Regions from separate parts of the Arabidopsis thaliana genome. Here region 1 is linked to region 2. The links are chromatin contacts, called in public capture Hi-C maps. All regions are on one chromosome and are shown on one strand. Each heading gives the region's core, a stretch centred on a gene start, on an enhancer-like site or on the middle of the called end of the contact. The rest is flanking DNA. Distances are from core to core; before and after follow the strand shown. Region 1 holds the start of PLA2-ALPHA (Phospholipase A2 family protein). Region 2 holds the start of XTH4 (xyloglucan endotransglucosylase/hydrolase 4).

The links. Capture Hi-C pulls out chosen DNA fragments and counts their contacts.
Region 1: a contact with region 2 is called in a capture Hi-C map of seedling, with 3 times the contacts expected there. The contact joins the promoter of PLA2-ALPHA here to the promoter of XTH4 in region 2. A contact is called at or near these places in 4 of 26 Hi-C or Micro-C datasets (callus and root), 1 of 2 datasets of contacts at active chromatin or transcription factors (shoot) and 2 of 3 other capture datasets (seedling and shoot).

What each region holds. Positions count from the first base shown.
Region 1 is chr2:2,840,615-2,846,968 of TAIR10.1, forward strand. It overlaps PLA2-ALPHA (Phospholipase A2 family protein), which reads right to left and starts at 2,772. Exons shown (of 4, transcript NM_126670.3): 1 at 2,497-2,772; 2 at 2,355-2,397; 3 at 2,134-2,259; 4 at 1,406-2,036. The coding sequence starts at 2,598. The coding sequence ends at 1,861. It also overlaps the pseudogene AT2G06930.
Region 2 is chr2:2,761,972-2,768,784 of TAIR10.1, forward strand. XTH4 (xyloglucan endotransglucosylase/hydrolase 4) reads left to right here and starts at 1,478. Exons shown (of 4, transcript NM_126666.4): 1 at 1,478-1,843; 2 at 2,313-2,413; 3 at 2,498-2,691; 4 at 3,120-3,772. The coding sequence starts at 1,648. The coding sequence ends at 3,519. It also overlaps the pseudogene AT2G06860.

The DNA.
Region 1 (6,354 bases), core at 1,522-4,021, 80 kb after region 2:
ATTCTGGAGGAAAACTGAGAATTTTTATGCTTCTGAAGAAACCCGGAGACGAAAATGCACGTAGAACTTATTGATGTCAAGCGACACCAATACCTGATGGCAATTAAATTGCACAACTTATTGATGTTTTGAAGATTTCCAAAGTTGGCCTAGAACTTTCCCTTATTTTTAAAGAAGGCCCATCACGTTTTAGAAACTTATATATTGATTTTTATGGTCATTGTTTAGACCTAACTCTTATTCTCTATTATGTACTTGGGAGCAAAACCCTGTGGAGACTCCCTTTAGAGAAGATCTTTCTAAACTCTATTCTTTTATTGTTTCTTACATTGATTTCTTATTCAAACATGTTTTGTTCTTTGATAATCATGTCTGAGTAGTTCTCTTGTTAGGTTTAGGGATTCTCAATTAGGGATTTGGATGAATTAGTAGATCGAAAACCCTGTTAAGATAATGTATTTAGAATTCTTCATCTTAGATTGTTTTTAATGTTAGTTCTAGAGTAATTAACTAGAACCTGATTTTAGGTTAATAGGTATGCCCACCATATTTATCTATTACTCGAATTATCTTAGATGAGCCTAGTATTTAGATGCCTGCTAGCGTCGATTACTTAGACTTATTAAACTTGATTATAATGCTTGCTTAGTTCTAGGGATTTACAAGAGAGCTGGGATCAATACTATTAAGCATAGTAAGTTTCGCGGAACACCACCGGTTAGACTATATTAGTGATATGAGTTCTAGGATGATTCGATAATATTCCTAATTTACTGCTAGATCTACTATTTTTGATATTTCTTGAGAATTTCTCTAAGCCCGACGTTTTAATCATCTGAACCTTCAATCTCTTTTATTGCTTTCTTGTCTTGTCTTTTATTTTATAATCTATTTGTTTAGCTTAATTCGAAACCTTAGTCTATTGTGTGATCTGAGAGCTTTGTGAAATTCGACCCTAAAGTACTACAATCGATCTCTTATTTGAGAGAGTGGTCTTAGGATTAATTTGACCCATATCATAAAGCAAGTTGGATTTATAAGTTTAGAGCCAAATAACTTACCAGGTATAGCCAATTCATGACCGGTCTCACAATATAATAGCAATCAAGCAACGAAAACTATGTAACTAATTGTTATCATGATATGTAATAAGTAATAACCAATCAACCAAAGTAACTTTAGTAACAAGTTAAACAACAAAAAAGAAACACAACTTTTGGAAGACCGATATAATATTGGGCCTTCTCCTCAAGTTAGTCTCCACAGTTTGATATTGGAAGACTTTAGCTAATCAGCTCTAACGTATCTTCGAACTTTTCTCATTAAGAGTGATTATTCCCCTGATTGTTGTACCTTAGTACATAGAGTTCTAATTTCCCATTTCTAAAACCATAATTTTTTCTTTTCCGTCTAAACACTTATTGTATTAATTTGAAGAATCGATATACAGAAGTTCTTTGAGCCAAAGAGGCGGAGAAACAGAATCAGCTAAGAACAATGGTTGATTATAGGTTAATCTAGCTAAGTGATGGGTTACCTTATTACATTCCCTTTTAACAAAATTGAAAGTATTTATGCAATTGTGTAGATAACTTCAATGTAACAATGCCACCATGTAAATAACGCTTGGAGACCAAAAAACCTATATATCCGTTCACCTTGACCGTTTATTAATTCCTCGAGACCCTATTGCTGATTCACTGGCACCTACACTAGTCCTCTAACAAGGCCTAAGTTTGACAAAAAAAAAAAAGCTATAGTATTACTTAATAGTATTTTGATAAATTAAGACAAATGTCCTGAGGGGGAAAAAAAGGGAAACAATTGTAACTAGAAATATAGAAAAATATATATAAATAGTTAGGGTTTCTTGAGGACTTTGCCGGCGATAAGAGCAGCTTCCATGACAATGGAGATGACATCAATCACTTCATCAGCGTCGCATTTGTTACCTTTGAACGTCGGTTGCTTCTTCTGGCTGAAATTGTTCATGCAGTTAATGAACTTCTGACTACACTCTTGGCTTAGATAATCATCTACGCATAAAAACAAAAATTAATCAAAATTGTAACACTTTTATATGAAATATAAGGTAAAAGTGGGACTAGATATAGAGTGTATGTGAATAATTACTATTCTTGGATTGGACACAAGCATCATGTTTCATGCAACAAGAATCAAGACCATCACAAGGTCTCTCACCAGGACATCCACTGTAAAGTAGTCCACAGTACTTCCCATACCTCAGAAATGGAGGCACTGTCCAATTTTACACGTTCTTTTGGTCATGTTTATACAAAAATTTTCAGACATATGTGAATTTATTACCAAGCTTAGAGTTAGAGATTGTTCACCTGAACAAAACTCTGATTCACATTTCCGGCTACATTCTTTAGTCTACCAAGACAATTCAAAACCAAGTGACCTATCAGTATAAACCGGATCTAAACCAAAAAAGATATATCAATGATCATGACCGGTTAAGAGTTGACTAACCAAGGAAATGGAGGGATGTATGAGCTGAACACCGACGTTAAGTGCCGAGACAGAGACAGAGAAGAATAAAAGGAAAGAGAAAAGTATGATCGGAGCCGCCATAGTTGAACTGGAAAGCTCGGAAAGTGAGAAGAATATATTTGTTGGTTTTGGTGAAAATGAAGTGAGTTAGAAGAAGGTAGAAGACGAATAGTCTGTGACTCTGTCTCTTTGTCTTCTTATGTCTCGTGACTCATTTGTTTCGTATGGCTAATAATGTGATTTTCCATATTTCCCACATACATAAATATCTTGAAGACTTGAACTATCAAACAATATATAACATTTTTTTTTTCTTCACATAATTAAACTAATTATATCTTGAACTACAATGCAATACAGCTCATGATCAATTATTTTCTTTATTTTTTCAACAATCAACATTACTATAATAGTCTTTTTTGATAATAACACAATAAAGTTTTATCAGACAAAATTGCTTAACCGGGTTAATTGGTAGGTAAAGGGCAATCATGAAGTGGACAGTAGTATCTAATTAGGAAACCTCGTTTGATTAAATCAGATCACGGTGTATATTTCTTTTTGATTTTTCGTTAATGAATTCTTACTTTAGGAAGAAATTTCTCTATACTTCATTCTATTTATTTATTTGGAATATTTAGAGTTTTTTAATATATCTCCTTGAGTGTTTTGTTTACCTAAAACTATTGTATAACATCTTATATAGTCATATAAATGAAAGTTGGCCGACTCTCTACATATGAATAAAACATCATGACACTAGTGAGTGCTACAATGTCATTCTCAATTAATATCAATTTTTTTTGAACAACTTATTAATATCATTAAAAAACAACAGAACTTAGTGTTCAAAAATTAAAATTTTCACATTGCATTGAATCATCCATTTATTCCACTCTTAACTAAATATCTTCATTTAAAAGAAAAAAAATATAAAAACTTATGTTTATGTATCAAACACTATTTTCATTTTACTTTTCTTATTTTGCTATTTTTTTAGTAGTCATTATTTGATAACAACTAGAAATTTTTGTGTATTGCAACTTAGTTGTTTGCTACTTCATCTTTCTTAGTTTAGTAATTGTAACTTAGTCTTTTCTTATTATTACATTTTTTTGTCTACACGATATGGTCTTTTTGTGCTTTATGATAAAGTGATAACATTAATAATGACATGCATATTTTTGTAAGTAATGGTCTTTTGAGACGTTAGATATACCAAAAAATTCAATATACGACATTCTCTCCAATATGGCTATATACAAATGCAAAGAGAGAAACCTAAAAGTGTTGACCTAAAAGACTGTTTAATTTTTGCATCGATTTTTCTCTTTCATCTGAAAACTTTTAAAGCAAATGAGTAGTTAGTTATACATTTGTTATTTAAATTATGTCAATCCAATTCTTAGCCATGAGCTTATCATGATTTGATTGGAATACTAGATTAGGAGAAAATACATGGAACAATAAATTGTTTGCTTAAAATCAAGTTAGGCAACTTTCAAATCAAATCTATATATACATTTTTGCAACACTTTTATGAAATAAATCTTCAAGTTGGAACTTATTTACAAAGAATATCATTGGTATTAATTATTAGTAATTAATTAATAATTCTAATTACTAGCATTTCTGTACAAATCGGACTTGATTCGCAACTCACTATAGCTCCCCGATCACTCTCGTCACTCGTTTGATTACAAGAAAGAAATAAGACAGACGATTTTATGAGTTCAGACTCCAAATCGGAACCTTACGTCTCGCCGGAGGCTTTCTCCGGAATCCACTAAGCCACAAAGATTGTTACTCGGTTACAAGAATCTATCTCTTCTCTCTCTCTCTACTTTCTGTTACAAAACGAATCAATCACAGAAGAAAACAGAGCTCGGGTTATAAAGCTGATTCTCAACTTTATTCGTACTCACGTGTGGGTCCCATGTGCTAAATTTGACTAACCCAAAACCGAATACCCTCTTTCTTGTTTCGAGTCTTTCCTATACTTAGGATATTAATAGCATTGGGGTCACTTATTCACAATTCTCCACCTTGACCCTAATGACGTGACTTAGTTCTTGACTCCACCTCCGAACCTGATTCAACTTAACCAACTTTTAAACTTTGAGTACACTCACTCAACTACTTATCTCCTGAGTAAACCCACTCAGCTTCATGTCTTGGGACTTAACCCCTCTTCTTAGTTCTCAGTAACTCTGAGCAACTCTAGAGCTTCCTGAAGCTTGCCCACCGGTACGACCTTCGTGAAGATATCAGCAGGATTGGTTTCTATAGCAATCTTCTTCATTCTTACTAAGCCATTGTAGATCAGCTCTCTAATGAAGTGATACTTGATCTCTATATGCTTCGTCCATTCATGATGGACTATATTTTTAGCTAATGCAATGGCACTCTGCGAGTCACTGTAAATATCCACTGCTTCTTGCTCAAAACCAAGCTCATTCATGAGCCCTAACAACCAAACTGCTTCCTTAGACGCATCTGTTAATGCCATACACTCAGCTTCTGTTGATGACAATGCTACCACTTTCTATAGACTAGACCTCCAACTAACAACATTACCCACCTACAGTGAATACCACTCCTGAAGTTGACCTCCTCCCATCTTGATCTGCACCATGATCTAAAACACAGTAACCTTAAAATTATGAAATCCCCTTTGTTACTGTATCATAACTTTCGCTTGAGTGAACCCTGAATATATCTGAGAACCCACTTGACTCCCTGCCAATGCTCTTTAAGTGGTTTACTCATAAACCTGCAAACTAGACCAATAGAGTGTGCTAAGTCTGGTCTTGTACCTATCATGGCATACATGAGACTTCCCACTACGCTTTGATATGGAACAGCTCTCATTGATTCATACTGACTCTTAGCTTCCTCATCTGTAGCAGACCTCAACTTGAAATGTATTCCCACTGGCATTAAAACAAGCTTAGACTGATCCATGTTAAACGTTCCCAATAGTTTTGAAAGATAACCCTCCCGAGAGATAGAAAGGGTACATTTAAGTCTGTTTCTGTCTATTTCCATACCCAAGATCTTCTTTGCTTCACCTAAGTCCTTCATTTCAAACTCAGATCCCAACAGTGCTTTGAGTTCACTTACATGCTTCATATTCTTGGAGGCAATAAGAATGTCATCTACGTATAGCAACATGAACACATAATCACCGTCTGCATATTTCTTAAAGTACACACAACTGTCGTATGAGCTCCTCTCATAGTTATGAGCCTCCATGAAATCATTGAACCTGGTGTTCCATTGTCTGGGTGATTATTTCAAGCTATACAGAGATCTTTGTAACAGACACACTTTATCTAGATTCTTCTCATCAATGAGCCTTCTAGCTGCTCCATGAATATTGTTTCATCCAAAAATCCATGGAGAAACGCCGTTTTGACATCCATTTGCTAAAGCTCCATGTCAAAATGAGTTACCATACTCAGTAAAAATCTGATGGAGACATGTTTCACTATAGAGGAAAAGATCTCTTGATAGTCTATTCCCTTTCTGTGAATACCCTTTAGCTACAAGTCTGGCCTTGAACCTGGGACCCTCAACTCCTGCTATTCCAGCCTTCCTCTTGAACACCCACTTACAACCAATAGGTTTCTGTTGTTTGTTCCTTTCCACCAATATCCAGGTTTTATTCTTCATGAGAGATTCCATCTCCTCATCTGACGCTTTGATCCATTTATCTTGATCAGCATCTTCTAAAGCTTCCTGAAAACTTCCTTGTTCTGACTTTCCTCCATCTTCAATGACTAAATAAGCATACCCAGCAACTTCTTCTAGCTCAATCTCATCTGTTGTTGTCTC
Region 2 (6,813 bases), core at 228-2,727:
GTTTTATCGTCATATTTAGGTTAGTTAGTTGTAATTGTTCTTAAAATTTAGTATTTGGTATAAAGTATATACTTTTACCAAACAAATCCAAAATTTGTATATTTTTTAATATTAAAAGTGGTAAACCATAAAATTTTAGTAAAAATAATAATTTTAAAAAAAAATCGACGAAATAGGGCAAAATCAACGAATCTCTGTAAACAGTAAACTTATAGGAGTAGAAACTAAATTTTTATTTTAATATAGTTAGAACCTGCATAGGTCGGACCCTAAAAATATGTTCTGGATTTAATTATTTAGAAAGAAAAATATAGAAAATGTATGTATGTCAAAAAGTCTTGGACCATAATTGGCGGAGAGAGAACCTGGGGACGGACAAAAAAGTGACAATTTGCTCCGACATTAAAGATAATTAATGAAATCAGGTATAATTAAATGAACGCATAAATAAATGAAGAGAGATGATGATATATGTATAATCGTAAACGCATAGAGTAGAGAGGACACATGGAGCCACCCTTGTGGTGTCCGACAATTACTTTTAATAATCCTTCCTTTTAATGAACTTCTATTATTTTGCTTAGATATCATTTTTTTTTCTTCTATGTATGATAAAGTTCTACATTTCTGGTTTGTAATCTTCTAATATTTTGATAGTAGAGAGTTGGAATACCATAACATGTTGGAAATGTTTTCCATTTTGAAAACCAAAACTTTTTTTTTTAAAACAATTTTTAGCTATCGTTATCAATAAGTTCATCACTTAAATGTTTTTGGGAAGTTCACAGTATTTTGGAAGATATTCTATTAAATATCAACTATTTTTCTAGTTTTGTGTGCTAATTTTTTCCTCGGTTATCTAATGTTGTGGTTGATTTTATTGCAAAACTATGTCTAAGTTTGTATGGTTAGAACATCATTTGAGCAATATAATTAAGTTTGTGCAAAAAAGAAAGTTGATCACTTAGTATTAATTTTTCATTATATAATTTGATCAAGATGCTTGCTTAATCCGATCTAGATAATAAACAAAATTATCTAAACAGTATGAAACTACAAGTTCCTAATAGTTAATGTTTTGACATTTACAAAGCAACTAAGTAAAATGTTATTAATGAATTGGTTACTTTTTTTTTGGTAAAAAGTTAAATTCATATCATTTTTAAATTTTTGACAGAAAATACAGAAATCACAGAACAAATGAAAACACGCTATTGAAAAATTAAAAACAACAATATTATTCAAAAAGCTTTTGGTTGCTACTGAATGAATTGGTTACTTGTTTAGATTGGGTAACAAAATTCTAACCAAAACTAGAATCACTAATACTCATTCTTTACCAAATAATACTTCAAATTCAAATAAGAGTTTGATTGTGAAAGCTGTATAGCTGTACGTATCATGTCCATATTACAGTTGTAAGCCATTGTTACAAAACTACTAAAAACAAAAATAAATAATAGAAAGGTCCGAGAAACTTGAATAAAAATTTAGAATTTTTAAAACATTATTATCGTAAATAAAAAGAGAACCTCCCAAGAAACAAGTCGTCCTTATATAAAGCCAACCACACCCCTTTAGCTTCTCTCACCATCATCATCATCATCATCATCATCATTTCTCTCTATCTCTTTCTAAAACACAACCATGACTGTTTCTTCATCTCCATGGGCTCTCATGGCTCTCTTTCTAATGGTTTCTTCAACAATGGTAATGGCTATTCCTCCACGCAAGGCCATTGATGTACCATTTGGTCGTAACTACGTCCCAACTTGGGCTTTTGACCACCAGAAACAGTTCAATGGCGGTTCCGAACTTCAGCTTATCCTCGACAAATACACTGGTACAATTACTATTACCAAATCTCTGCCTAATGATCACAATGCAAGTTTTGATATTCCCATTTTTTATTTGGTATATAGGCTAAAGCTTAATTTTTAAAGGTTAAATTTTCTTGAGTTTAAAACTACATTTCATTTACAGATTAAGTAATTAGCATTAATCATCTCTATTATTTTACAACTCAATATATTTAAATTTTATTTAGGCTTTGTTTTGTAAAAATATATTTAGATTTAACATGGTCCTACTAGTGATAATTATTTTTAAGGGCTAAATTTTCTTGAGTTTAAAACTACATTTCATTTCACAGATTAAGTAAATAGCATTAGTCATATCTATTATTTTACAAATCAATTTATTTAGGATTTGTTTTGTAAAAATGTATAAAACACCTTACTTTTATCTTTCATTAGGCCCCAAGATCTTAGGTACACTCACTCACTAACTATGTTACATGTGTATAAAAACAGGCACAGGATTTCAATCAAAGGGGTCATATTTGTTTGGACATTTTAGTATGCACATAAAGCTTCCAGCTGGTGACACAGCCGGAGTTGTCACAGCTTTCTATGTAAGTCTCTCTCACTAGTCACTAATAATACTTAGATCAAATTTAAATGATTAACAATATTTATTACAAATAAATTGTGTGAAGCTATCATCTACCAACAATGAGCATGACGAGATAGACTTTGAGTTCCTTGGAAACAGAACAGGACAACCAGCTATATTACAGACAAATGTATTCACAGGAGGAAAGGGAAACAGAGAACAACGAATCTATCTCTGGTTTGATCCTTCTAAGGCTTATCACACTTACTCAATCCTTTGGAACATGTACCAGATCGTGTATGAATAATTCTATCCTTCACACTTACTTACATTACACTTTTTCGTATATTATTATATAGTGAAAAGTTGTCAGAATTAACATGGTCCTACTAGTGATAATTATTGTTTTTTTTTCATATTCGGTGCAGTTTCAAATTATTAGTATTATTTTTCTTAACCTTGGGGTGGCCAAAAATCTTGATCTTATCAAAAGTAGTGGGGTCTTGTAAGATTATCTTAGACAGAGACTCTTGAGTCAAAAAGTTGTAGACTTTTTCAGCTTTTAGATTTTCTAAATGTTCAAATAAGCTAGACTACGTGGATAGGTAACATAAGTGACTCACTCATTAGTCTTTATTGTGGGGTATTCAAAATTTAACTAAACTCTAAGAGTCATGTGTTGTAAACCGGTGTGGTTTACTAAAAATTGATTTTTCTTTGATCAGATTCTTTGTTGACAACATACCAATCCGAACGTTCAAGAATGCTAAGGATCTAGGAGTACGTTTCCCATTCAACCAACCAATGAAGCTTTACTCAAGCCTTTGGAACGCGGATGATTGGGCCACGAGAGGCGGTTTAGAGAAGACCAATTGGGCCAATGCACCTTTCGTTGCATCTTACAAAGGATTCCACATAGATGGTTGCCAAGCTTCTGTGGAAGCCAAGTACTGTGCCACACAAGGCCGCATGTGGTGGGATCAGAAAGAGTTCCGTGACCTTGACGCTGAACAATGGCGTCGTCTCAAATGGGTTCGTATGAAGTGGACCATCTACAACTACTGTACCGACCGGACTAGGTTCCCGGTTATGCCAGCTGAATGTAAAAGGGACAGAGACGCATAAGTTACTACTCTTGAGGGTTTTAATGAATTTATGCTATCATTATTATTTGAATTATGCTTGTTCAAGAGATTGATATATGTATTGTTTGTTGGCCCATGATGTTTATGCTATATTTGGGCCTAAAATTACATGTTATAATTCATATATGTATTGATTAGCTATGTATTTTCATATGTTATGATCTACTTACAAGTTTTATTCTTTAACGTGGTAAAAGTGCATTTGGTATTAACTAACATAAACGTGATTATTATTAACTATTATTGAGCGGCCGCTTTTTCTCTAATTTCTATGTAAGACACATGAACAGAAGAAACTAGTCCCTTCCTCACATGCCTGCTTTGCGAGACTGTTTAAAATTTACACATTTTAAAACTATAAATTATTGAGAAATATCATTCTATATGGATAGAAAACTTGTTATTTAGGTCTTTTCAAAATCCATTGTTACCCTAACACTGTTAACATAACTTTTTACGCATGTATCCTTACGTTATTGTTTTTGTCAGTTGTAAAGTATACGCGAATTATTGCATGTTGTAGGATTCTAAGATTGTAGTGGAATATTGCGTTCGGGAGTTTTTTTTTTTTTTTTTTATGTTTTCTTCTCTCCTACTAACGAACATTCGTGTGCTTTCATTACTATATAAAGGAGAGAGATTGCGATTGAGGCAGAAGAACATAACCCTCGTCTTAAAATTTTCTTGTGTTATCAGGGTTGATTGTCAATCGATATCATTTCCTTCCGATTAGAGGGTTCTTCATTCGTTTTGGGTAATTGATTTTAGTCTCCTCTCTTTGATTTTGTTTCTTCATTTGTTTTATCTCGCTGTGTCTTATTAGGGTTTTTCACTTTGTGTAGACGATGGCTTCGATTCCACTTCCTCCCCGGTTAATAGCTCTCGGCGAAGAACCTCGTGGTGAAAGGGTTAATGTTTACCAGAAGATAAAAACCCTCTGCGGTATATTCAACGCTCTCGATGACGATGAACGGCAATACCTTTCTCGGTCTCCTTTCGCTAGACTGTTGGAGTTCCCCAACAATCCTGCTTGGTCTGCTAGTTTTGGGATTTTTATTTTGGGTAGGCAGTTGGAGGTGACTAAGCCTAACGAGATTTGGGTACTATTCGCGGGTACACCTATTCGGTTTTCTCTGAGGGAGTTCAAGATCGTCACTGGATTGCCCTGCGGTAGGTATCCGAGTTTGAAGATGAAGAAGAAAAAAGGCACTGCGGGAAAGACGATTCCTTTCTACAGTAAGTTGTTTGGCCTTGAGGAGGAGGGTTGTTTCAGATCATGGTATGAGGATCAGATGTGCTTGCTTAGCCATTGTTGATGGGTTTCTTGTCCCTACATCTCACCATCCCAAGATTATTAAGTCCCACGCCGAAATGGTTGAAGATGTGGATGCCTTTCTTGCTTATCCTTGGGGGCGTTACACGTTTGAGATGATGATTAAGTCGATAAAAGAGAGGGAAATCGAACAATTGGCAAGTACGTGTTTTGTTGTTCAGGGTTTGTTATGCTTTGTAATTGGTCGTTTTACAAGTCGCTCCAGCCATTCAAGATGGTCTTGTTATCGACAACCCTATTGATTCCGAGTCTGAAGGTGCCGAAGACGATGTTGAAGTGGCCACCCGAGAGTCTGTCCCTTTCAAGAACGACATGTTTGACGGTGCATGTTTCCCATCCCAGATCCAATTGGCATCTAAAAAGCAAAAGCGTGGGCCTAAGTCTAATGCTACTCGGAATAGGAAAGCAGCCAAAACATCTAAGAACCATGGTGGGGTTTGGTCCAAACCTCAAAGAGACAAACCTGAGGAGGTTGGGAGTTCTGAGGCTGTTTCTATGGACGCTATTTCCCGTATGCTGGATGCGAAGCTTGAAGCTCATTCGAAAAACAATCATTTCGGCGGTGACTGATTGGTTTACGAAAAACACTATAATTGAAGGTGATCACTCGAAGGATTCTGACAGTGGGGTAAATCACCCGAAAGAGACTGCTCCTGCTGGTAATGTTGGTGCATCAAATACTAGTGATTTGGGGTCTAATGCAACTAATGATGAATTTGGTTTTAATTCTCTCCGAACCTATTCACGTTCTCATTGCCCTGAAAGAACTTCTAATATTGAGGTAAGTGTGGATGAAATTTTATCTTTCTATAATTATAAGGTCTCAAGTAGTGCTGGTTACAAGGAGGCGGAGGTAATATCTCGTTCTCTAATCTGTTAAGGTTCCTGCTGGTTGATTAATTTTTTCCTTATTTCCTTCTTTTCTGTCGCGGTGTAGCCTGAAGAAGTTATTCCTATGGATGAAGATATTCGATCTTTGGGCGACGGTGTCCATGATTCCCAAGTGATATATTTCCGAAAAATACGGCTCAGCGTAGCTAACCATCATAGTATTCTTATTCCTGTAAGTTAGTTGTCAAGGACTACATGTTTTGTTTCGGGTTAACAAATAATTTCGGTAATGGATTTGTTAGGGTGATAACAATGTAGCGTCCGATGCTATTCCACCACCACAGGCTGTCTCCGAAGATAACACCGAGGTTAGCATATATTTTGATTATGGGATAACAATTATCATACTGATTCAACATTGTATCCTGATTAGTTTAGTTTAAACAAGTTGATACAACTCGTATACATGTGTCACTAATATACCTTTCTGCGTTTTTTTCGTGTTAACAAATAATTTCTGTAATTGGATTGTTAGGGTGATAACAATTTATCGATTGGTTAACGCACAGGTTAGCAGATAGTTTGATTATGGGTTAACAAATATCATAATGTGTCAAATTTTTTCTCCATTTGTCACGATTTTTTGTAATTGTTGTAATTGTCGGTAGGTCTCTAACGGCGACACCGTCAAGGACGACCTCTCCCCTAGACGGGATGTTAATGTGGAAGCGGATGTTAACGAGGTTAGATTATTAATCAAATATTGGTTTCTATTTTTTTCTCCTCCAGATCTGGTGAGTTTTGTCATCGTTGTGTTAGCGTTGTTTGTAACTTTTTGTTTTTTATTTATTTAAAGTGGCCTAATATTAGCTCTGTAACTGGAGCAGTCACTTCTCCCAAACTTTCGGGCGATAATGAGGAGGTTAGCTGTTATCCATATTATCAAAATCATTATACTTTTATCGTAGTAAGTTAGTTGTGTTACCGTTACATGTTTGGAGTATAATTTTAAGTGCCTTTCAAAATGATAATTCCAGGTCCAGTGTTCTCAGCAGACAACAACCAATGTGGATACCTTGGCAAATGAAGTAGAGGTTAGCGAGGTATTGT